Linked DNA regions of Capsicum annuum: region 1 is linked to region 2. A link is a contact called in public Hi-C data. All regions are on one chromosome and are shown on one strand. The core of a region is the stretch at or near the end of the contact, and the rest is flanking DNA. Distances in the headings are between cores, read along the strand shown.

Region 1 (5,695 bases), core at 3,162-5,661, 47 kb before region 2:
AGTTTGTGTATGCATGACAGCATGAGCCAGTAAATAAATAACTACATTCAGTCACCCAGTAATTGTTGTTCTTTATAGTCTGGCTGTTCTTGCGAGAAAATTCACAGATCTTATCCAAAATTTTAGAAGTATTTCAATAGCACGTTTTCTCCTTTAGTGTTGCTGTTAGATCCTAGAGAGCTCAACATAATTAATTAAATCTCATCTTTTTGTTGTTTAAAAGGAGAAAGAAATGGATGATCAAGAAGGTCGTACTTGTTCCTTAAAGATAATAGAGTCATGCTGTTGCTTTATGGAATGGTCATCTTCTATAAGCAAGGCCATAGTCCTAGTGAAATATAAAACTAAGTTTACCATCCTCAAAAAGCCTCTTGTGGGGCAGCAGACCGATGTCTACGTGTGTTGTGTGGTAGATATAATAGTAAGAAACTTTTTAATACAACAGGCTTACGCAATTATATGTGCTGAATTTGTGTTTGTACGTCACTGTTACTCCTCGAATAATATTTCCAAATGTTTGGCCAAGAAAATAATTAAGCCCACACCATTAAGATCCTACACCTTATATGTAGCTTCTCACTCCCTCTAGCTATAATGTGGGACTTTGATTCGCACACCCAACACTTCTATTGTTCAGAGATATCAAAAAAGACAAAGAAAAACATCTGAAATAATTTGGCAAAAGTTGCCATCTTCAGCAAAAAGGTATTGGATTGGTTATATACATTTCCAGCGAGTCCTCGTTGGTGGTATAACATTACTCAATTTAAACAAGTTATTAGTTGTTTAACTCGGAAAATGAATCATGTGGGCACGATCTATATCCAAAAAAGGAGGTTTGAACTCAGTAGCTTCATGAAACAATCAACTTCACTACGACAATATAATTTACAAAACGCAAACTACTGATGTCACCGGATCAAAATCAAAATTGCCTAATTTTCAGGCGATACTACAAGTATGTTCGCTATATCCCTTCAACGAAGAATAGACAAAGTGAAATTAATTACTGTAAGTTGCGCTACAGTGTCTGTCTACAGATAGAAGATAAATCAGCATAGCTAACTCGTAATAACAATTTATCGTCTGAGGTTTTCACGCTTATGAATTTTAGCGGAACAGTGCATTATTTGAAATCTCAGGAGATGTGGAGAGCTAATCGGGGATTACCTGTGATTGGGATTAGAATCTGATTTTCATACTGTGATGGAACTCATATGGAAGACGGTGAAATGTTGGTGATAACAAACTTGGTGCACATTCCAGAGCAGCTTGAGATTATGAAATTTACCGGCTCTACAAAAGAATTGGAGTATCAATTAGGAAGTCTCGTCCCCGCGGGATTTGAACTTTCCCGGGCTTACCAAAACTCAAATCTTTTACGGGTTATTAAGCGGGTGTTTGGCTAAACATTGCGAAATTTGAAAGGGAAAAGAAATTGTTTTTAAAGTGAAAAATACTAGTAATTTGAAAATTGAAGTTGTTTTTAGTACAAACTACAAAGTTAATGCTATAATTTGTAGTGAAACAATTTTTTTTTGTTTGTTAAAAAATTGTATTTGGAAAACCATTTATCTACCTCTCTCACGAGGTACTGGTATGATCTTATTTCTAGACCTCACTTGTGAAATGTTGTTGGGTAGATTGTTGTTTAAATTCTTGAACTTTTTGAATTAAAGTTGAATTTTGGAATTTTTTAAAATTTTATGATTAAATGTGTTTTTTGAGTTTAACCCTTAAAAAAGTAAAAATTTTCATAGTCAAACACCATCTTAATTTTAACTCAATGAGTATTGGGTCTGGCCTAGGGGCTTGTTCAGGGTGAGACACTGACAATATTCTTTTTGTTTGGTGTGAGGTATAAAGGATAAATAGTCTAATGTTTGGTGTGAGGTATTAGCTAGTATTGGGATTATTTATTACACCATTTACATCATAAAGTTAGAATAAGTTATCTGATATATATATATGGTGGAATAACTAATCCTTGAATAACTTTTTTTTAGCCAAACAACCTCTTAAGGCACATTAGCAATGGTGGAGTCAAAATTCGAAAGAATAAACGTACGAATTAGTTGAAAGGAATTCAACGTCTACTAAATATACTTAAAAAAAATAAAAATTAATCATGTATAAGTAGTATAAATTTTTATACTTGAACCCCTAAACATAAGCTAGCTCCGCCCTCAATTACATGTATGGGTGAGACTTATACCCTAATTGCTCCATTGTATGTTCTAGACACGCGTAATACCAATGTACGAGCTAATTTAACAGATTTCATACAAATTATACGTTAAATTTCTTATTTAACATTGTTGATGCCTAGGGGCCGGTTGGCCATACATTATGAAATTATGATTTCAAATCACAATATTATAGTGAAGTGAAGTAAAGTTGAAGTTTTATTTAGACGTGCAATTTGAACCTTTTTAAGTTGTATGTTTTCTGACAAAAGTATCGCCCCCCCCCCCCTCCCCAAAAAAATAAATTGTGAAAAATATTATTTAATTCTCATATAGTGTTATCAAATAAACAACCTATAGTTCATAAATTGATAAATTACATGTTTTCATACATTTTTATAAATAAAAAATTGTGATTACAAACTTCAAGTATACGTAATTTTATAAAGATCTACTATTCAATAATAATAGTAACTAATTTTTGGTTAACATAATTCTTTCACATGGTACCTATAATTTTTTCATATCGAGCATATATCTTTTTGCAAATTTTAGAATGATGAGATTTTTCTTTCTACGAAATATAAACGTGGATACAATTTTTATACCATATGAGATGGTGAACTGATCTGAGAAAGCGAAATGCTGATATGGAATTTTCAAATAAGTTTTTTTTTTTTTTTAGAGAGAATTTGATATTTCACAAAACGCCTACTTATTAATATTAGCGAATGACTTTGCATGCACATGAACTGATGGACAAAATATGGAGAAAAAGTGGATGGGGCAAAAGAGTGTGGAACCAAAATATATCATGAAATTAAAATGATATTAAAATATATTATGTATATAAAATATGATCATAATATACTAAACTCACTTTTTTAAAGTTAACAACAGATGTCAAACGGTGTTAGAAATCTGAAAAGGTACATAACTCACTTTTTAAAAAGTGAGTTATGCATTTTATTTCTACATATCTCGCTTAAAAAGTAAGTTATGTTTTTTAATTTATGTACTTATTTAATTTATATATTTATTTTATAATTTATGTGAATTTTTATAAAACTTACATATTATGTAAACAATTAATTTATCTTTTTTAATTTTTTATTTTTTTAAAAAGCTAACATATTTTATTTTTTTTAAACTCACTAATTATGTGATTTTATAAAACTCAGTAATTATTTTTTTAGATATATTTTTATCTTATAAAACTAGATATGCCTCTATTTTTATCATATACTCCCCTTATTTCAAATAAGTTGACCCCTATGTACTTAACATACTCATTAAGAAAAAATTTATTAGGGATTATCCATTTACCAAACTAGTCTTATTAATTATACTTTAAAAATATAAATTTAAGTTTATACATTTTATTTAGTCATTAATGATAGAAATAGTATCGGAAGAATATAATTATATTCTCTTAATTTTATAAAAGGACAATTAAATTGAAATAATTTTTTTTAGAAAGAAAGCCAACTAATACGAAATGGAGGGAGTAAAACACACTGTGAATTATTCAAATATAAAATAAGTAAAAAAATGAGTTGTCCATTGAATATAACTTTTAAAATATGTGTGACAAGTGCATACTTTATTAATGATGTGAATATATTTTTAAAGAATAATTAATAAGACTAATTTGGTAAATAGATAATCCCTAATAATTTTTTTCTTAATGAATATGCTAAAGTACACAGGGACCAACTTATTTGAAATAAAGGGAGTATATGCAACTTATTTGAAATAAAGGGAGTATATGATAAAAATAGAGGCATATATAATTTTATAAGATAAAAATATATTTTAAAAAATAATTATTGAGCTTTATAAAATCATATAATTAGTGAGCTTTAAAAAAAATAAATATGTCAGTTTTTTAAAAAATAAAACTTTAAAAGGATAGATTGATTGCTCGGATAGTATGCAAGTTTTATAAGAATTCATATAAATTATAAAAATAAATATAATAAATCAAATAAGTATAAATCAAAAAACATAAAGTGAGTTATGTATAAATAAAATGTATAACTCACTTAAAAAGTAAGTTATGTACTTGACACATGTCGTTAACTCATTTTGATATAACTTATGTAAAATATAAGTTACATAAGTTAAACATATTATGATTACATTTTATATACATGATATATTTTAATATTTTTTTAATTTCATGACATATTTTAGTGTTGGACTTGCAAAAGACACACATAAATAAATAATTTAAAACGGGAATACATCAGAAAAGAAAGTTCAGGTGTTATTTCTGGAAAAGTTTATTTTATTTTCATTATTTTAAAATCTTCCCTTTCATTTCATTGAATATGCTTTTTCATCTTTACTACGAGTATCAATCGCGTTAGATCCCGAGTTGATTGAAATTCCAAAAATAGAAAAGAAAAACCACCGACGCAGGGGAAAAACATTGGGATAGTCTCCATCTTCAACTGTCTTAGCTTCAGATCTCATTTAATCAACTCCACTAACCCAATCATAATCCACATTAATTCCCTATTAATCTTCCACTTAAATAATTGAACTCAATCCACATTCCAAATTGCATATGTAGTTATACAGATTCAGTGCAGATTTGTCACATTATCAATTAGATCAGTCGGAGTGAGATCTGAAAAAAAAATGGCGGTTGCAGTCCGAGGAGGCCGTGGCGGCGGATCGGCACTTCGGAATTTCTTCTCATACCGAATCTTCGTCTCCGCTATGTTTACTTTACTCTTTCTCGCTACTCTCTCCGTCCTCTTCTCCTCTCACCACGATTCCGTACGTTTTCATTACTTTAATCTTTCTAATTTTACCTCATTTGCTTATGCATATTGTTTGCAATGAGTTGTGTAGATTAAATCATTTTCCTTAAAAAGTAGTAGTAGTAGTTGCTGTAATTAGAACTGTATTTTAGTGTTGATGAGGTCATTCATTTTACCTTTTTTTTTATATGTATGTTTCGTGTTCCGTGGATAAGGCATGCTTTTATATCTTCAGTGCATAAGACGTTTGCTGAGAGTCGATCAGTTTACATTTAGGAAAGAATAGGTACACTGAAGTGTGAAAATGGAGAATGAAAATTTGTATCTGTGGTGAAGGTTATAGTGAAATTGACTAACATTTGATCATGCGTAACAGACTACGTCATTTGTGGGACTGAGTTCAGATCCATTGAAGACTAGGTTAGATTTAATACATAAACAAGCAACTGATCATATAGCGCTTGTGAATGCCTATGCTGCATATGCAAGGAGGCTGAAGTTGGAGATTTCTAAGCAGCTTAAGATGTTTGAAGATTTGGCACAGAATTTTTCTGAACTTCAGTCGAGGCAAAATTATCGCTCGACTTTGTTTGATACTGATGGACCTCTGGAGGAGGACTCCTTGAAACAGTTTGAGAAGGAGGTTAAGGATAAGGTCAAGTTTGCTAGGTTATTGATTGCTGACTCGAAAGAGTCTTATGATAATCAATTGAAAATACAGAAGCTGAAGGACACAAT
Region 2 (5,964 bases), core at 1,578-4,077:
ATTAAAATTAACATCAATCTAATTTATCGTACATATTTAAAATATTTTAATATTGGACCCGTGCTGACATGGCCATGCTCCTCTAGTATTGTTACACTAAAGAGCAGCTGCACAATTTAGTCACAATTTAGTTAGATGTTGGCATAAGAATTGAATTGAATAGGGGAAAAGTGAATTAAAAGAAAATAATAGGCACAAGAAAAGCAAATAAGAAAAAATGGTTCTATTAAAAAACAAAAAATCTTTAAAATATAGAGAGGAAAAAGAACTATGACAAGATATAGCCCCCAAAATGTGTCATTAGAGTAAACAATTAGTGAGTGGAATTAGGTGGGTAATGTGGAATTATTAATTTAGGTCCTCCACTTAATGAGAGATTTTTTATTTTTTATTTTTTTGATAACCGAAAGATTTAATATAGTGGTTGTGGTGTAACTTTTTCAAATTGACTCATTGTTACCTCTCATGTATCATTAGTAATAAAATTCGATCACATTTAATAATTCCTTCCTTTTAATTTTAAAAAAGAATATTTCCTTTCTTTTTGGATATTTCTTTTATTATAACTTTTCACATGTCATACTTATCACAATAAACTATATATATATATATATATATATATATATATATATATATATAGTTTCAGGAATCAGACCACAAAATTAATAAATCTTTTTTGTTTTCTTAAAACTCCGTGTTAAACAAAAAAAGTCAAATAAACAATTTTAAACTGATGGAGTACTTTTCACTTACGGCAAAATAACTCGGTGGATTTCTGTACTTGTTCCCATTTGTAAAGTGAACGTCTATTTAACCTTTTGTCGTCTAAACCCCAGTAAACAATAATATTTTAAATTCTTCTGACCGTTGACCAAGCCTATGTGGCATTAAGGTGTCTGAATAGGACGCAATGTGTGTAGTCACAAGCGTGAGTGCGAGTTGGTACAGTTTTTATATTAAAATAATTTTTTAAAAAATTAAACATGGAAAAAAATCCTCCACCCTCCCCTCCGCAAAAAAAATCCACCATTACAGTCCCCCCCCCCCCCCCCCCCCCCCCCCCCTAAAAAAAAATAAAAAATAAAAATAAAACACCATCATTACAACCCACCCAACCCCCAAAAGGCCACCATTACAGCCCTCTGTTGCCCCCTTCCCCTGAAAACTCACATCAACACGGAAGCAAACCACTAAAAGCAATGAAAACCCTTGTCATTAGAGAGAAGAATTAAAGAGAAATGTGTTCTCATTTTTGTGTATGAGAGTCAAAATGGCAAAAATCGTTTCCAGTTTCAAATCATATCCTTCTATATTCAAAATAGAAACAAACCAACTTAAATAATGAATGGGCTGGTCTGAGTATACAAAAGCCCATTATTGAAGGACTAGACTAAGACGGTGGTGGTGGAGGCCCATTCCTAACATCCCCCGCAAGCCGGAGTCCTAACCTAGCTTGGACAAGAGACTGGGATGGTGAATGCCCGTCAAAGGCTTAGTAAGCAGGTCAGCCAATTGTTGTGCTGTGGGAATATACTGCAAAGAAACCAAGTCATCCTTCAACTTCTCACGCACAAAATGACAGTCGATCTCTATATGTTTAGTTCGTTCGTGAAAACTGGATTCCTGGCAATATGCAAAGCAGCCTGGTTGTCACAAAATACCTGTACAGGTGTCAAATTAGAAACACCAAAGTCAGCAAATAATCAAACCAGCCAGGATACTTCCGCCACAATCTTTCGAACAGCTCTATATTCAGCCTCGACTGAAGATAAAGCGATGGTGGGTTGCTTTTTGGACTTCCAAGATATAAGAGAGCCACCAAACAAGAGAAAGAAACCCGTAACAGAGCACCGGAATTGAATACAACCAGCCCAGTCAGAATCACAATAGCCAGTCAAGGAAAAATCATCACTATCATTGAGAAAGATACCCATTTCTGGAGAACCAACCAAGTATTGCAAAACATGAAGACCAACCTCCAAATGAGGCACACGAGGGCAATGAAAAAACTAACTGAGGTGTTGTACAACAAAGGAAATATCAGGATGAGTGTGTTGTAAAAAATTCAATTTGCCAACCAGTTTACGATAAACAGAAGGATCAGCGCAAAGCTCGTCTATATCAGCAGATAATTTGCAATAAAGTTCCAAAGGACAAGCCACAAGAATAATATATGAACAATTAAAATAAGCCAATAGATCAGTAGTAAACTTATTTTGAGTAACCAGCAACCCTGAATGTTGTTTAATAAGCTCCAATCCAAGGAAATAATATGCCTCTCCCAAGTCCTTAATTTTAAAACAATCATCGAGGATGTGCTTAAGCGAATCAATCTAAACAGAATCATTACCAACAAACAATATTCCATCAACATAAACAGCCACAATAGTAATAAGGTCACCAGAAACCTTAGTAAAAAGGAGTAGTAGTTAAGGTTGGGAACAAAACTCATGAACTGTACGACTGCTGATAATTTGGCATATAAAGTGATTTTTCAGCTTGTAAAAAAGAGAACGAGATGGATCAGGGGATGAAATATCAAAACCTTGACGAATTTTCATATACACCTCCTCCAACAGATCTTCATGCAGAAAAGCATTGTTGACATCAAGTTGATAAACTTTCCAATGACGTTTAACTGCTACAGCTAAAAGACACTTGATGGTGGACATTTTAACCACCGGGGAAAAAGTCTATTATAGTCGACCCCTTCTTTTTTACTATCCCCTCGAATAACTAAACGGGCTTTGTACCTCTCAATAGACCCATCAGCATGCTGTTTTATCTTATATACCCACTTCGAGGGTATTGCCCTCTTACCAGGGGGTAAAGGGACAATCTCCCAAGTATTATTTGCTTTAAGGGCATGAAATTCCTGCAATATAGCAGCCTGCCAAGCAGGATGACTAACTGCTTGATGATAATATTGAGGTTTCGGTAAACTAGCCCCAACAGAAGCACAATAAACCTTAGATTGAGAAGCAGAAGAACACACATAATCTGAGAGATAAGTGGGAGTAGAGGAAGTCCTGGTAGGCCTTCTAGGTGGACAAGGTGTTATAGAAGGTGTAGAATTAGGAACATCAACAGTAGGAGGAGGAGTTGAAGGAAAGAGAGAAACAGGTGAATGAGAAGCATAGGGAAATATAGGTTTATGAAAAAGAACATCCCTTGAATAGAACACTTTGTGAGAAGAGATAGATAACAATTTGTAACCCTTTTTGCTAATACAGTAACCAAGAAAAATAGAAGAGATGGACCTAGGCTAAAATTTATCCCTTTGAGGGATGGGAACAGATGCATAACAAAGGCATCCAAAAACTTTAAGGTTGGAATATGAAGGAACTGAACCATGAAGAAGCTCAAAAGGAGTTTTATTGTGTAATAAAAGAGGGGGAAATCTATTTACCAAAAAAGTAGTAGTGAGTACACAATCTCCCCAATACTTTACTGGTAATTTGGACTGAAAAAGTAGTGCCCTAGATGTTTCTAACAAGTGTTTGTGTTTTCTCTCCACCACCCCATTTTGTTGAGGGGTGTGAGGATAAGAGGTTTGATGGAAAACCCCATAAGAGGAGGAAAATTAAATAGCCTCAAAACTAGAACCAAGTTCAAATGCATTATCTGATCGGATAATTTGAATGTTTAATTTGAATTGATTTTGAATATAAAAGAAGAAGGATTTGATCATAGGAAAAGTATTGTACTTGGCAGATAATAAATGAGTCCAAGTGCACCTAGTATAGTCATCTACAATAGTCAAAAAATACTTATAACCATTGTAAGTTTGAGTGTGGATAAGGGCCCCAAAGATCAATATGAACAAATTGAAAAGGTTTAGTGGAGTGAATTTTACGTTCAAGAAAAGGTAACCTCTGTTGTCTTGCCATTGGGCATATGAAACAATGGAAAGGTTTCTTAGTAGGAAGAAGGGATCTAAGGGAAGAAATTGTTTTTATTTTGAAATAAGGCATATGTTCTAATCTATGATGCCAAATAAGAGGAAGACTAGCATTGTCGGTAATGGAGCTAGAAAACTGCAACTCATAATGTACAAGAAGAACATTTGCTTGAAAAGAATCAGAAATTGAATTAACATACAAATCTGGAGACATTTTATAAGAAGATGAAGAAGGTACATGTTGTGGAACATGAACTTTGAATTGGAAATAAAAGATATAGAAGAACTAGGAAAAGACATAGAAGAAACAACGGCGTTATTATCATAAGAAGAAATAAAACCAGACATAGTAACAGATCTATTAGATGATGGCGGTGAGCTGTGAGATGCAGCATTGTGGTGAGGATTGTCAGAGAGATTGGAACCATTCAGCTGAAGAATATATAGTCCATTGGACAGTTTTCCAACTTTCAGTGGCCTCTTCAGAAAATGGCCCTAAAAGACATAAGAAGTGTCAGTAAAATGAGCAGTGCAATTAAACTGTAAGAGGAATTGATGTAAAGAAATCAAATTATATTGAAAACTGGAAACTAGAAGAACATGATTTAGAACTAAATCAGAATACAAAGGCAAGGAACCAGTACAAGTTATTTTCACTTTGTAACCATTTGGAAGAGAAATTAAGTAAGGTGATGACAAAGGTTTAATGTTGGTAAAAAGGTGTTTGTGAGGGGCTATGTGGTGTGTGGCCCCTGAATCAAGTATCCAAGGATTATTAAACATCTGAGAGAGGTGGAAAGCAAAGAAATAACAAATATTATAAGCTGAAATACTAGTCACACCTGCAAAGTTGGCTGAAGCACATAAACAAGAGTCATTGATACAAGTACGACCACGAGGATGGACGTGAATGAGTGCGTAATGAAATCGTCCAAGGAAGTGCACAAGTGAAGTGTAAAAGAGGGCCTAAACACACCAAAATCAGCCCACTTCTTGCACTTGATGGGCACCTCACCCTTAAGGGGTATTATGGATATTTCACATTATTTTTATAATATTTATAAATAGAACCTTTTAGGGTTTCATTAATTAGAACATTTTAGGGTTTCATTCATTAGACTTTGATGATAATGAATGTTGTATAACATTGAAAGAAAAGTCCTCTCTCCTTGAGGCACAAAACCAAAACTTGTAACTAGGGTGGAATTACTAGTGTTGCATTCTTGCTTAGAACGTTGGGTGCTAGAGGAGGTTGAGGTCTCTCTTGTGCTCACCGAAGAGAGTAGGTGTTCCTATTATCATTGTATTAAGGGTCTAGGTACTTGAATACACTTAGGTTCTTAGTTCATGAGATAGTGTTTGTCACTCTATCTATCCTTTCTATTCTTGCAATGTTGTAATATTTGTATCTCGTATTGTACCCATTTGTGTTGTTGTTATTCCCATTATTAAGTTCATCTTATTCTTCATCTTTTTGTTGTTAATCATAGTTTGGGTTGGCTGATTTGGTGTTGAAAATACCCCTTTCTATCTCGTTATTGTGTAGCTGTAGCGAATTCGAGAGAGGTCTCCATTTAGTCCACAATTTATTGTAATTTATGAACTGTTTGGAGTGTGTTTCGTGTTTCCATTGTCATTCTCATATCAGTCGTGCAACCTACTTTGATGTAATAAGGACAAGAGATGGTCATGTTGTTCCTTGCTGAACCCATGGAGATCATTTGAAGTATTATGGGATTGAGAAAGAACTATAAGAGGAGCCTGTGAGAGCGAAGAACCCCTTGGGGAATAACATCAGCAGGTTGAACACAAGCAACAGATTTTTGATCTCTGGGAAACTGTTGATATTCTGAGGGATAACCAAGTAACTTTCTACATCTACCAATGGTATGTCCTGGTTTCTTACAGTACTTATAGAACAAACCTTGACTCTGGTTGTATGAGAAATTTGATTTTCTACTATCAAAGGACTGATTAGATTTACGACTATCAAAATTGATCTTTTGGGGATAAAACTTGCGATTACCAGCTGCAGAAAAGGAGACAGAGTCAGACGTAAATGA

The links. Hi-C and Micro-C count contacts between places; a contact is called where the count stands out from the background.
Region 1: a contact with region 2 is called in a Hi-C map of bud, with 2.5 times the contacts expected there. The contact joins the promoter of LOC107860391 here to the enhancer-like site in region 2. A contact is called at or near these places in 3 of 5 Hi-C or Micro-C datasets (bud, leaf and placenta).

Annotation. Positions count from the first base shown.
Region 1 is chr2:147,989,234-147,994,928 of UCD10Xv1.1, reverse strand. LOC107860391 (probable galacturonosyltransferase 9) reads left to right here and starts at 4,411. Exons shown (of 3, transcript XM_016705731.2): 1 at 4,411-4,973; 2 at 5,334-5,695. The coding sequence starts at 4,833. LOC124896103 (a long non-coding RNA gene) reads right to left here and starts at 1,429. Exons shown (of 2, transcript XR_007052550.1): 1 at 1,171-1,429.
Region 2 is chr2:147,940,279-147,946,242 of UCD10Xv1.1, reverse strand. LOC124896102 (a long non-coding RNA gene) reads right to left here. Exons shown (of 3, transcript XR_007052549.1): 3 at 5,668-5,964. Among protein-coding and RNA genes, the nearest start is that of LOC124896102, 7.1 kb to the right of the region's middle. Within about 2 kb of position 2,827, at least 4 of the 5 cell types and tissues checked have an H3K27ac peak or open chromatin away from gene starts, as enhancers often do. A contact at or near this core is called in bud and leaf, where this site is marked.